Regions from separate parts of the Ovis aries genome. Here region 2 is linked to region 1. The links are chromatin contacts, called in public Hi-C maps. All regions are on one chromosome and are shown on one strand. The core of a region is the stretch at or near the end of the contact, and the rest is flanking DNA. Distances in the headings are between cores, read along the strand shown.

Region 1 (5,891 bases), core at 1,474-3,973:
GTGGTTCAGTAGTAAAGAATCCACCTGGCAATGCAGGGAGCGCAGGTTCGATCCCTGATCTAGGAAGATCCCACAAGCGGTGGAACAACTAAACCCAGCCCCCACAGCTACTGAGCCTGTGCTCTAGAGCTAGGAGCCACAGCTACTGAGCATGCATGCTGCAGATACTGAAGCCCTCACACTAGAGCTCTGCTGCTCCACAAGAGATGCCACCACCACAAGAAGCCTGCACACCATGACTAGAGAGAGAACCCCTGCTCACCGCAACCAGAGAAAAGCCCACGCAGCCACAGAGACCCAGTACGGTCAAAACATAAATTATACAAATAAGAAGACAGGTGAGTGAGAGACCACAGCTACAAGGGACAATAAAAAAGCAGAGGAAAGAGGAAAATAGTAAAAGCGTAGGAAAAAATGTCAGCTTGATTTAAAAGGAGGCAGGCGAGGAGCGCAGAAGGGAGCCAGGCAGAAACACCCAACTCAACAGCCCTCTGGATCTCGGATTAAGACTCTGTTATACCGTTTTCTTAGACAAGAAACTTGCTGAATGAGGAGACCCTGAATTCTCCCGCACCTACTTACCATTTAAATCTGTCATCACAAGACCTTTGGCCACACCCGTCTCTCCTGAGCCTCCCTTGGGATCTGGATGTTAACACCACTCCTCTTTCCTCACTGGCATCCCGTGTAACTGTCCAGGGTCCTGCTCCCCCACCCACAGCTGTGTTACAAGACCAGGGCTTTAGCTGCCTGAAGGCTCACCTTCTTCTCAAAGTCATCCACCAAGCCAGCCTTTGTCACGTTGGCCTTGTAGTAAGCCCAGTCAATGGCAGGTGGCTTCTCAGGCAGAGTAGCCAACCTGCTCACATAGAAAAGCAAAAGTTAGGACTGTTCCACAAGCAAGAGGAAATTCACACAGCAATTTCCCTGTTCTTCATTCCTACGGCCTGGAGCTATCGCCACACTCTTCCCTAGGAGAGAGATTATAGGAATGTAACAAAAAAAAATAATAATAATTCACTAGTATTTAGAAAATGCATGAATTTCGTTCTGCCAGAAGAACATCAGAATTCATATATTTTGTTCCACATGAAATCACAAGTCCAGAGGCTCCCTCTCAGCAAGGTACTGACCTGGAGGTTAGGGTCTCGTTCCAGGACTTCAAGGAGTTAGCCACGGCCTTCTGGTTTCGAGGGATGATCTCCCCAAAAGCTACCCAGTCAATGGTTTTTAGAGCAAGTTTCCGTCCAGCCATCTTGAGATCCTGGAAAATACAACAGGTCAGATCAAAACAGGGCTCTTGGAGAGAATCCTCTGAAGGGCATCGCAGAAGTATTCAAGTTTTAAGAAATAGATCAGCATCATATGAGTGGGTATATCTGTCAACTAAAGGAATTAGGATGACAATATCAGAAGAGGATTTTTCTTTTAGTTTTTAAAATTCAAGGTGTACAACCTGGCATATAAATATATTTTAGATGGTATACCCTCTCTTCCCCATCTCCTGATTTATCCTTAAAAGTCCAGTTATTAGAAAAAAAAAGTCCAGTTATCCAGTGTTTGCACTCCATGTACCTTTGGAAACACTGCTAAAGCAATATTCATGCATTACATAAAAGTTAGTAATTTAAAAACACTTCCACTCAGCCTACATTTTATTCACTGATTCTCCAGTGCACAGAACCTGACACATATTCACATTTCAACAAGGCTCAGTTAAATAAAGCAGACGCTGGACCAAAATTTCCTCACCTGAAAAATGGGGATAATAAGCCCTGTTAGCCAAAAAAAGGCTGTTAAAAAGATCAAATATAACTGTGCACACCAATTTGCACTGCAAACTTAAGGGGCTCTCTACCCACTCCTTGTTAAACTGGTAATACGCCCACACCTTATTCATGCCTGGTGATCCCCTGTAGTGTTAGCATATACCCTGAGTATATTGGCAATACTCTTAAAAAAAAAAATGTATTCAATACATACGTGAATGTGAGAGAACATGCAAAGTGATCACAACCGTTAAAGATCTTTATAAACTATGGGGTGGATCACAAAGGAGATGGAAATTTTCCCCAGGGCCTTAAAAGAAAGAAGACACATGTCCAACATCTGCCTCTTCCTTTCACTCTCAAGACAGCTTATGTTCCCTGGAGTGGAGGTAAGGGGCGGGTGACCTTTAAATACACCAGACAGAATAAGTGCCCTTGCTGAGAGTTTTCCAAGCTCGGAAGCTTCGTAAATGGGTTTGTTGTCTTTTATTTACTGCTGAATCCCCAGCGCCTAGAACAGATCCTGAACACAGCAGGTGCTCAGTGAATATTTACTGAATCGGTAAATGAACCCTGCACTAGAGAAGCTCTGAAAGCTCCACACGCTCGAAAGCTGGAACCTTCAGAAGGGAAGCGTACAGCCCTCCAGCCTGCTGGGCGTCACCAAGCAGACTAAAATACGTCCCGGCAGCGTTTCCTCAGCCTCCAAACCGGACTCCTGAAGCCGCCAGACTGGAGTCAGGCTGGACGAGACAAAGGTTACTGGAAGCCCTAAAAGTCAAGAGGCCAAACTGGCCTCTGCGGCCTCGCGCTAGAGGCAGGGGAGAGGAAGAAGGGCGCGAAAGAGCAGCCGCGCGAAGCAGGGCGAGACAAGGGTCGAGCCGAGGTATGCAGGAGCAGAGCAGAGAGGCCCCCAAAACCACTCACCTTCACCGACCCCAGGCGGCCCGCAGTCCACTGCAGCAGAGAACGGAAGTGGGTCACCGGAAGCTCTCCCCTCAGCCAACCCCAAACCCAAGGGGGCAGGCCTTGTCTTGCGGTTCAGCGAATAGCGGCGAGGGCTGATTCAGGAAGTCCCGCCTCCGGGGGCGGGCGTAGCGCCTCCACAGCCCGAGGATGCGGACGCTGGTTGGGGGTGCTCCCGTCCCTCTCCCGCGGCCCCACCCCCGCCGATGGGCCGGCCCGGCTCTCCCTGCCGAGAGATGGGCCGGCCCGGCGGCGCGCGGGCAGCAAGCGGCGGCGGCGGCGGTGGCCCAAGATGGCGGAGCTGCAGCTCGACCCGGCCATGGCGGGGCTGGGAGGGGGCGGCGGGAGCGGGCTGGGCGATGGGGGCGGCCCGGGCCGCGGGCCCCCCAGCCCTCGCCCCGCTGGCCCCACGCCCCGCGGGCACGGCCGCCCGCCCCCCGCCGCCGCCGCGCAGCCGCTGGAGCCGGGTCCCGGGCCGCCAGAGCGGACAGGGGGCGGTGGCGCGGCCCGCTGGGTCCGGCTGAACGTGGGCGGCACCTACTTCGTGACCACCAGGCAGACCCTAGGTCGGGAGCCCAAGTCTTTTCTCTGCCGCCTCTGCTGCCAGGAGGACCCGGAGCTGGACTCGGACAAGGTGCGCCCCGCCCTCGGGCGCGCCCCTGGCCTTCGGACCCCCTCGTTCCTCCCAGGCTGGTCCCCGGATTTCCTGCGACGCGCCTCTCTCCGGAGGGCACCTGGGGCCGGGACCCCCTCCTCCTCGTCTTTCCCAGCCAGCCAGCCCTGGGGGCTTTTCTGCCCCAGCCCCAGACGCACGCAGACTTTCTCTCTGACCGCACCCTTCGTTCTCAGCGGCTGCTTCCCCGCGCTGTGCCTACCCTCACCCTTGAGCGTCCGCTCCACACCCCTTTTCCCCTTCCTTTCTGCACCTCATCCCAGCCCCTCAGGTCTGCGTGAGTTTTCTCCTGACTTCCTTGTTTCCCTGGTTCCTCGTCAAGACCCTCAGCGCCTATGGCAGACGCATCCAGAATTGGGTCAGGGCGAGCTAAGGCATCCAGGTAGCTTTCTGAGACTTCCGCTCCGACCCCTCTGCCAAGTTGGGTGAAAGCCTGGGTGTGATGATGGCTTCGACAGTTGCAGGAAGCGCTTGTCGTGATTCCACACTTCTTTCCTGTGGTCCTGGTCTCTGGGCTCGTATTTGGTAACTGTCACTGTGTTAGGTCCCGGTTTGAGCTCAGATACGTTCCTAGGAAAGAGCTTGTCCTTTGCCAGTGCAAACCTAAGCTGACAGATTAAGACCAGGGAAAATGAAACCCAGAGAGTACCGTTGGGCAAGATGCACGGCTGCTAACCAAAGAGTTGAGAGGTGACAAGACGCTTAACCGATTTTCAGTTTGAGCTGTTTGATTTTTTTTTTTTTAACTTTACACGTTCATCTTTTAGTTTCTGACTTAAAAGCATTGACTGTTGCCTGCATTGCCTGTGTCCCATGTAGCGCTTAGCTGTTCCCTTGCAACACAGTTAGGGTCAAGTAAACATTGGTTAGTTTCGTTTATTCATCTGCTACCTCTCCTGTCATCTCAGATTGAAGGCAAACTGTCCTGCCCTAACTTATTATAAAGGAACGATTTTATCTGTCCTGAATCTTCTTTGTTGCAGTAGAAGCCAGTTTCTTCTTGTTCCCTTTACTGTAAAGATGAGTAGGATTAAAATTGCTCAGAGCCAAGTCCCGGCCATGCCAAGCTTCCTCTGGGCACAGATCTGGAGTGTGTGAGTTACAGTTGCCAACGCAGACTCCCACTGCCGTTGGCCCTCAGCTCAGGAGCACTGCCAAATAAACAGAGGTTTTCTTAGAATTAGGAATGTGATTCAGGGACAATAGAGAAGTCAGAATGTCTCAAGCAGAAATTTAGATCACGCAGCTATGGCATTTTCTTCCTCTGTTTCATTATAACAAATATCCCACAGGAAGAATGTTGGTAGTTGTATCTACGCTTGATCTTACCCAAAAGGCTGAGAAGAGATTGGTAATCGTGTCTGAGTAAAGATTTTAGAAGTTCAAGTCAACGCCTAGATAACGAATATGACTATACATCTGCAACACCCTCCCAGAAATCATCTTGAAGTATAAGACCCGTAAAGCTAGCCTTCTTGCCAGTGGTTAGTGATAAACATCTAATAGAACTTGCCCTCTCACTTGTGAATTGTGAGAGACAGGTGGAGACCCTGCCCTAATTTAGCATGAAAGCTCCACAGTGATACCCTTGTGTTTGGTTGGCAGGACGAGACAGGGGCCTATCTGATTGACAGGGACCCTACCTACTTTGGTCCAATCCTAAACTACCTCCGCCATGGGAAGCTCATCATTACAAAGGAGTTGGCAGAAGAAGGTAAGGACACTGTTTGTGCTGGGCATCTTCAAAATTCAGGTCAAATCTTTAAAGCTGTTTCATAGATTGGAATGTATTTTTCACAGGGTTTTTTTTTTTTTCTGGTCGGGGGAGGGCTGTGCTGTGTGGCATGTGGGATCTTGGTTCCCTGAGCCCTCTGCCTTGGGAGCACGGAGTCTTAGCCATTGGCCCACCAGGGAAGTCCTGAGATTTGAATTTTGAGATTTTTAGCAGGCTCAGGTGCACAGGAAGCAAAGCTTTTTAAACATAAGTAGGGTTCCTCCAATCACCTCATCTAGTCTGAGAGGGTCTTGGAGGAGCCCCGTTGTTCTCATCCTCCTTTGGGAGAAGGAAGAGACACAGCTCAGCTTTGGAGGTAGAGTTTTTTCTGGACCTACAAAATTATCAGGACCTCTTTTTACATTGACTTATTACTAGCAGTGAATATCCACAGCCTGAAACAGCAAATCTCTGACATTTAGGTATTTATTCTTTCAATTTTAGTTTGAACTTGCAGCCGTTAAAAAAAGAAAAAAAAAGAATAATGAAGGTTTGGCCTCATTTCTTTAAGACTGGTCTCATGCTTCCTTGTAGATTTTTGCATCTGACCTAATTCATTCTCCAGCCCATTGTCAGGGGCATCATTAGTTGACTCATCCTTTTGGTTTGTAGGGCACTTGGACTATAAGTGGGTCTAAACGTCTTTCTAAAAGGCTATCTTCGTCTCCTTGAGACATTCAGTTGAAGATGGGAGCCTGTCCCTTGATGC
Region 2 (6,187 bases), core at 2,714-5,213, 170 kb after region 1:
GCTGCCCGGAACTCGATGATCTCCAGCAGCAGCAGCTGGGCCAGGGAGCTGAGGCCGGCTGGGAGCAGGAAGCCGTCCCGGATCAGGACAAAGAGCTCATCCATGCGCTGCCCGTTCATCTTCTCCAGCTGCTCCCCGACCCGATGCAGCTGCAGCACCAGGCAGTCCACCTGCAGGGGCAGTGGGAGGTGACCCCAGACACGGCCCTCTGTCACACAGAGCAGCCATTGACTGAGCGCTCGCTGTGTGCCAGGCTCCGGGCTTGGCCTGTGCACGTTTCCCCCGCTTCATCCACACACGACCCGGTGGGCACTGTCTCTGCCTCATGTGAAAGGAACAAGCTCAAAGACTTGCCTCAGATCTCTCACCTGGGCCAGGTGGACGCAGGCCCCGTCCCCAAACTGCTTCTCAATCCCACTCCCCCTGCCGCCCCCGGCCCCCCGTCCCAGTTTAGTTTCTGGGCCACCAGTATCCCCAGTTGCTTTCCTACTGGGAACACAGCCTCTGAACCAGGAGATTCTAGCTGCGCTGTGTTCTGGGTAAATCCCAGACCTTGTCCTGTAACCCTGACAGACCATGAACACCCCCACCAGGTTCCTGCCCCACAAGTGAAAGTCTCCATGGACAGGGGCAGGCATTCCGAGTTGAGCCCATCTCCACAGTCTTCGGTGCTGGGGCCACTCACCTCCTCCTCCTTGCTCAGGCTGTCGGGCTGGGCCAGCCGGAAGAGGCAGTCGTAGACGGGGTTCACCAGTGCCATCATAGGCATGTTGTTCACCTGCGGGGGGAGAGCAGGGCCCAGAGCACTGGCTTAGTGGCGCAGGAGACAGGTGGGCCGCCTCTGCTGCACGGGGTGTGGCTGGCGGGGCCTCACCCTTAGGTAGTCAAAGATGTTGCAGATAAAGGTGACGTAGCAGACCCAGCCCTGCAGGGAGCGGGCTCGAAGCTGCTCCCGAGTCTGGTACTCCTGCTGCAGCCGGTTGAGGAGTCCACGGCGGAAGACACTCTGGCCCGCTTGCTTGCTCTCTGCCTGTGAGCCAGGGAAAGGAAAGGGCAGTCCCAGGGCCCAAGCTTCCCAGGCCTAGTTCCCTGCTGTCCTCCTCCTCTCCTGCCTCTGAGGCCAGCCCTTCGCCTCTCTGCCCTGCTGGCCTCTGCCCACTTCAGAAGCACCTTCCTCAAAGCGTCTCCCCTTCTCTGCCAGCCCCACCCAACCTGAATGATGGCGTGGCACATGCGTCCTGCTTCCTTGCTGAACACACTGTCCTGCAGAGAATGGTCCACAATCACATTGGCCACTTTCTCCAAGTCCACGGCACCTGGATCTAGGGTAAAGACAGGTGGGGAGTCTAGAGCTGCTTAGTTATATATGCCTCCACCTGCTACTAAAGGATTTGAGGTGTTCACTGATGAGCACTCCCATTATATACTTTCACTGCTGGGAAAGATTGAGGGCAGGAGGAAAGGGGGACGACAGAGGATGAGATGGTTGGATGCCATCACTGACTCAACGGACACGAGTTTGGGTAAACTCCAGGAGTTGGTGATGGACAGGGAGGCCTGGCATGCTGCAGTTTAGAGGGGTGCAAAGAGTTGGACACGACTGAGCGACTGAACTGAACTGAAAGGACCAGAAGGGGGAATTCCTCGGAGGTCCAGTATTTAGGACTCTGCTCCCCATTGCAGGGAGCACAGGTTCGATCCTTGGTCAGGGAACTAATCCTGCAAACCATGCAGTGCGGCCAAAAAAATTAAAGAGATCAGGAAACAGAGGAAACATCACACAGGAGCAGCTGCAGCCATAAGCCTCCTGGTGACCCAATAAGAGAACAGGGTTGTGTGGCTGATAGAGTCAAAGAGCGCTCATTTTTTTTAGGACACGTCTTTTCCTGGCACTAGGTTGAAGATGGGACACTGACAGCCATTTTACGGAAGAAAGTGTTCTTACAACACACACATGAACCCCTGACAAAAGCAGGCCAGGGAGGGCCTCTCTGCAGGCTTAGCTTGGCACGCTACAGGCATTGCTAATCGTTCGCTGAGTCAAACTTCTGTCCTGAGTGCTGCGGGAGGGCCTTGGCCCAGGACAGTTAGTGGAGCTCCTCTGCCAAGCAGAACACTCCATCTTCTGTCCCAAGTCAGGCAGCTCCGCATATTCAAGAGAGGGGCTGCAGCAACGCAGAAACCAGGTCCAGCAGGTTTAAGGACTTAAGGGGCAGGAACTGGGTTTTCTGTGCCTCACCCTCCTTTCCTGGGTACTTTAAAAACACTTTACAATCTGAGGGGTGACTGTGATCTATGATTCATACTCCCAAATACTGGCCTAAATGTCTTCCAGTTCCAGAATTATGTTGCGGACTCCTGCTCTCAGAAAGTGAAGGGAGAGGGTGGTGCCTTCCCAGGGTCATCCCAGTCCTCCGGTCTGGTCCCCTCTCTGGTGCTGTGGAGCCAGGCTCAGGGGGCTCCCCACGCTCACCTTTGAGAGCTGTCTTCAGCAGCTGCTGGGTCTCTGCATCAAAACACTGGATTTTATACTCCTCTTTACCTGGATCCCCCATGACTGTCCAGCCGCAGCAGCTCTTTGCTGGGGTGGGACTAAGGACAACACCTGGGTTGGGGGAGAGGCGAATGGAGAGGTCTTAGGCGTGGAGCGTGGAGGCAGGGCTCCCAGCCCTATGGGCCCTGGATAGGGCTGGGCAGTCCATGGCATTCAGGGGTTGGCTGGGCGCCCACCAAGCTTGGCTTCTGGTGGAGACTGGGCACCAGCCAGGCACCTGCTGCTCAGTTAAAGAATCCTGATAGTCTCTGGGATTACACAAGAGTAGAGATGAGGGGTGAATGTGTTTGTCCTCCAGTCTGCCTCAAGGTTATTCTCAGCTGACACCAAAGCTGGGGTAGGGTCAGGTGCACTGAGATGAGGGGGTGGATGAGTGGATATCAGACACTTTCCATGCCTGTATAAGACGATCGAGAAGCTACTGACTGGTCCACCACAGCTCCCTGAGACTGAGAGGGCCGGGGCTCCAGGCTGTGGGCATCTGTCCCAGCAGGGTTCCAAGCCCCATCTCCCCATCCCTCTCCCTTATGTCAGAGTCCTCAGCCCAGAAAGCCCAGTCCCGGGCTGGGGCCGGCCAGAGGGTTGGGTGCCTCCTTGACTCCCCTTGTACCGGCCAGTTTCTCCCCGGGATGGACTGGTTACACTGGCCTCCCGAGGGGCAGAAACCTGGCCCTCCCTTCTCAAGAAGGGGGCAGTGCTAAGAGTCCTTAGCTCCATTCTGAGCCTTCTTCTGAAGGAGGGGAGAGCGGTGACGTGACCTACAAAGGTGGTCCCCGCTGGGGTCTCCCCTCCGGACTCGGTGCCTCTCCCTCCGGCCAAAGGAGCGGATCTTAAGGGTCTCCAGACCTGGGCAGCTTTCCTAAGTCCGGAACGCCCCTCCCGGCCGCTCAGTGGGGCCCGCTGTCCGGTGTCCCGCGAGCTGTAGGGGTGGCGAGAGAGCCGGGGACCCACCTGCCGCGTCGGCGCCGCGCCCGCGTGCCCGGAGGCCGCTCGGCCGACATCGTGCGCGCGCCCCGCGTCCACGGCGCTGCAGGCTAGGCCGCCGGCGCCTCGCCGCCGCTGAGGTCATTTCCTAGCGCAGGGGCGGGGCGGGGCCTCGGGCGGAGGGGCGGGGCCTCGGGCGGAGGGGCGGGGCCTGGGTGGGACCGCGCACGAGTGCCCCCTGCCGGAGCCCCGACGCCGCTGCCCGCGCCAGCTCAGAGGTTCCCGGCGTGCGACGGCGCAGGACGCCCGCGACCCCTGCCCCCACCGCCCCTTCCCTCTCCTCACCTCGTTCTCCCCGGGCCTGCCCGAGACCACGCCGGCTCGCGGGCGCTGGGTCGGACCTGCTCCTCGGCCTGCGCGAAGCCCTCGGTCTTGAGCAGTGGCACCCACCGCGCCCCGCCCCACGCCGGGGCTGAGGTTAAAACGGGGTCAGGAGCCGGGCCGGGCCAGCGGCGTAGGAGGGGCCTGCGGGGGGCGCGGTCCGCAGCCGGGCTACAGGCGCGGGCAGCAAGGTGGGAGGGCAGAGCAGTCGGCGGGAGGGGCCGGACCTCACAGAGGGTAGGCCCTGGCTCCCCGCCCGCCGCCCCCATACGAGGTAGAGAAGGCGAGGAAGCTCTCAGGGCTAGATCGAGTTCCACGAAGCCCCCCCCACCCCCACCCCACTCCAAGTACAAACGATATTGGTAAAATAAATTGACAATCAATGAACCAGCTCAAGAGAAAGGGGTCTGTTTGCCAACTTTTGATGCCCCAGGAGTTGGAAGTGACCCTGACGTTGAGCTTCCCCGGGGGCTCAGAAGGCAAAGAATCTGCCTGCAATGCAAGAGACCCAGGTTCAGTCCCTGGGTGGGGAAAGATCCCCTGGAGAAGGAAAAGGCAGCCCACTCCAGTATTCTGGCCTGGAGAATCCCATGGACAGAGCAGCCTGGCGGGCTACAGTCCGCTGGGTCACAGAGAGTCAGACATGACTGAGTAAACACATCCACATCCTGACTGATGGATGAGCAAGCGCCTGGCTCAGTTGTCTTGGTCTGGGCTTGGGGAGAGGTGTGGGCTCAGCAGCCCAGACAGGGCCAGGTCAGAGGTCAACCCTGCGCCGCAGGAAGGCATACAGGAGAGGCTGGGAAAGAACTGCCTTTTCCTGTAGCTTGGACAAGAAAGATGTGTTGATGGTGATTTCTGTATCCAGGGCTCGCTTCTCCCACTCACAGAGCAGCCAAAGTGGTCTCCAGAAAATGGATCGAGGAAGAGAACCTCAGCTGCTGAGAAAGAAAACCAAAGAGCGGAGAGCTGAAGAGAATAAAGTTTACTTCCATGGATATCAAAAAAATACATTCGGACAGCGGCCCCCTTGGGCAGCCACAAGCCTTGATTGCCAGACACCCTCTAGCCACACGTGGACCTTCATAATCAGCAACCAAGGGCAGGGAGGTTCCAGGATTCCAGACCAGAGAGGTCACGGTAATGGTGAGAAGGGGCCCAGGACCCCGGGAGAGCCATGACGCCCACCCATGGCTGCTCCTCGTTGCCATCTTCCTCGGCTGTCAGTGCAAGGGCTGGAGCTAGAGCCGAGATGAGGTCAGGGGAGCAGTCTTGTGCAGGGCTCCCCCTGCACAGCCAGCCTCTAGGGCCATGCTTCCCAGCAGGTGGTTTTTCTGTGATTCTCTTCTCCTTTCGTACCCCTGGCTGTGTCTAGACTGTGGGTTCCTGTACCTGGCAACTGCCGGGGCACCAGGTGTCCCCGCAGCAGGCAGCCTGCTCAACCCCTTCCTGCGGGGATTGTAGAGGATGCACCCAGCGCCATGCTGGACCCAGGAGCTCACAAGCGGGCAGCTGATGCCCCCTGGCCCAGCCTAAGCTCCCACCCACTCAGGAGGGCTAACCCAGTCTCCAGCGAGTGATCCTGGGAGACTGAGGCAGAGGGCTGCTGCCTTTACCCACACCCCCGCCCCGTCAGCATACCCCTAGTGCCGGTGGTGCTGCTGGGATCAGCTTTCCCTAGAGGCCCACGGGCTGGGACCAGTCCTGCCCAGGGAGAGAACAGCTTGAGCAGTGCCTTTATAGATACGGAGATCTGAGTATGGTGGAGTTTTTATATAAAGAGACCAATTCAGCTGGACTCTTCCCCTAGAACTAGAAGCAGAGCTGCCTGAGGGACACAACTGCAGAGCGAAGTAGAATGCAGGCAAGGCAGGGCTCCCTTCCTCCAGCTTTGGGAGGAGGGATGTGATTTGGAAGCGAAGGTGGAGGGGAAAGATTGCTTTCAGCTTTAACATCTATTAAATAGGTGGTGGGAGTAAGTGTGCGAACCCTGTACAGGGCCCAGTCCCAGCCTCACGCTCACCCTGCGGCCCCAGATTCAGGAGGGCTCTCTGGGCAGCCCAGCTCAGCAGGAGGGCAGCTGCTGCCCCCAGTGTCCGCCAGACAGAGGACGAACGCCCAGCTCCTCCTGATGGGCCTCCCGGTGCCCGTCCAGTGGAATCCTGACGGCTCTTCGTGCCTGAGACAGCTGGCCTGGAGGGAAGGACCAGGCAGCACCTCTCTGTGCAACAGGAGACCGTTGATCGAGTCTTCTTCCAGGAGGGGAAGACCGCAGGCCACCCTTTCTGCCCTGGAGGCTAGCTGTCTGCCTTGCTTATGTGATGGAAG

The links. A called contact is a pair of places that touch in the nucleus more often than the background predicts.
Region 2: a contact with region 1 is called in a Hi-C map of liver, with 1.9 times the contacts expected there. The contact joins the promoter of MIF4GD here to the promoter of ATP5PD in region 1. A contact is called at or near these places in 2 of 16 Hi-C or Micro-C datasets (hypothalamus and liver).

The regions. Positions count from the first base shown.
Region 1 is chr11:55,729,155-55,735,045 of ARS-UI_Ramb_v3.0, reverse strand. ATP5PD (ATP synthase peripheral stalk subunit d) reads right to left here and starts at 2,723. Exons shown (of 6, transcript NM_001142891.1): 1 at 2,697-2,723; 2 at 1,134-1,264; 3 at 763-859. The coding sequence starts at 1,255. KCTD2 (potassium channel tetramerization domain containing 2) reads left to right here and starts at 2,964. Exons shown (of 6, transcript XM_015098962.3): 1 at 2,964-3,369; 2 at 5,014-5,122. The coding sequence starts at 3,028.
Region 2 is chr11:55,561,141-55,567,327 of ARS-UI_Ramb_v3.0, reverse strand. MIF4GD (MIF4G domain containing) reads right to left here and starts at 3,963. Exons shown (of 5, transcript XM_060395012.1): 1 at 3,824-3,963; 2 at 2,474-2,605; 3 at 1,213-1,322; 4 at 875-1,030; 5 at 1-778. The coding sequence starts at 2,555. The coding sequence ends at 365. It overlaps SLC25A19 (solute carrier family 25 member 19), which reads right to left. Exons shown (of 7, transcript NM_001142890.1): 7 at 5,754-6,187. The coding sequence ends at 6,157.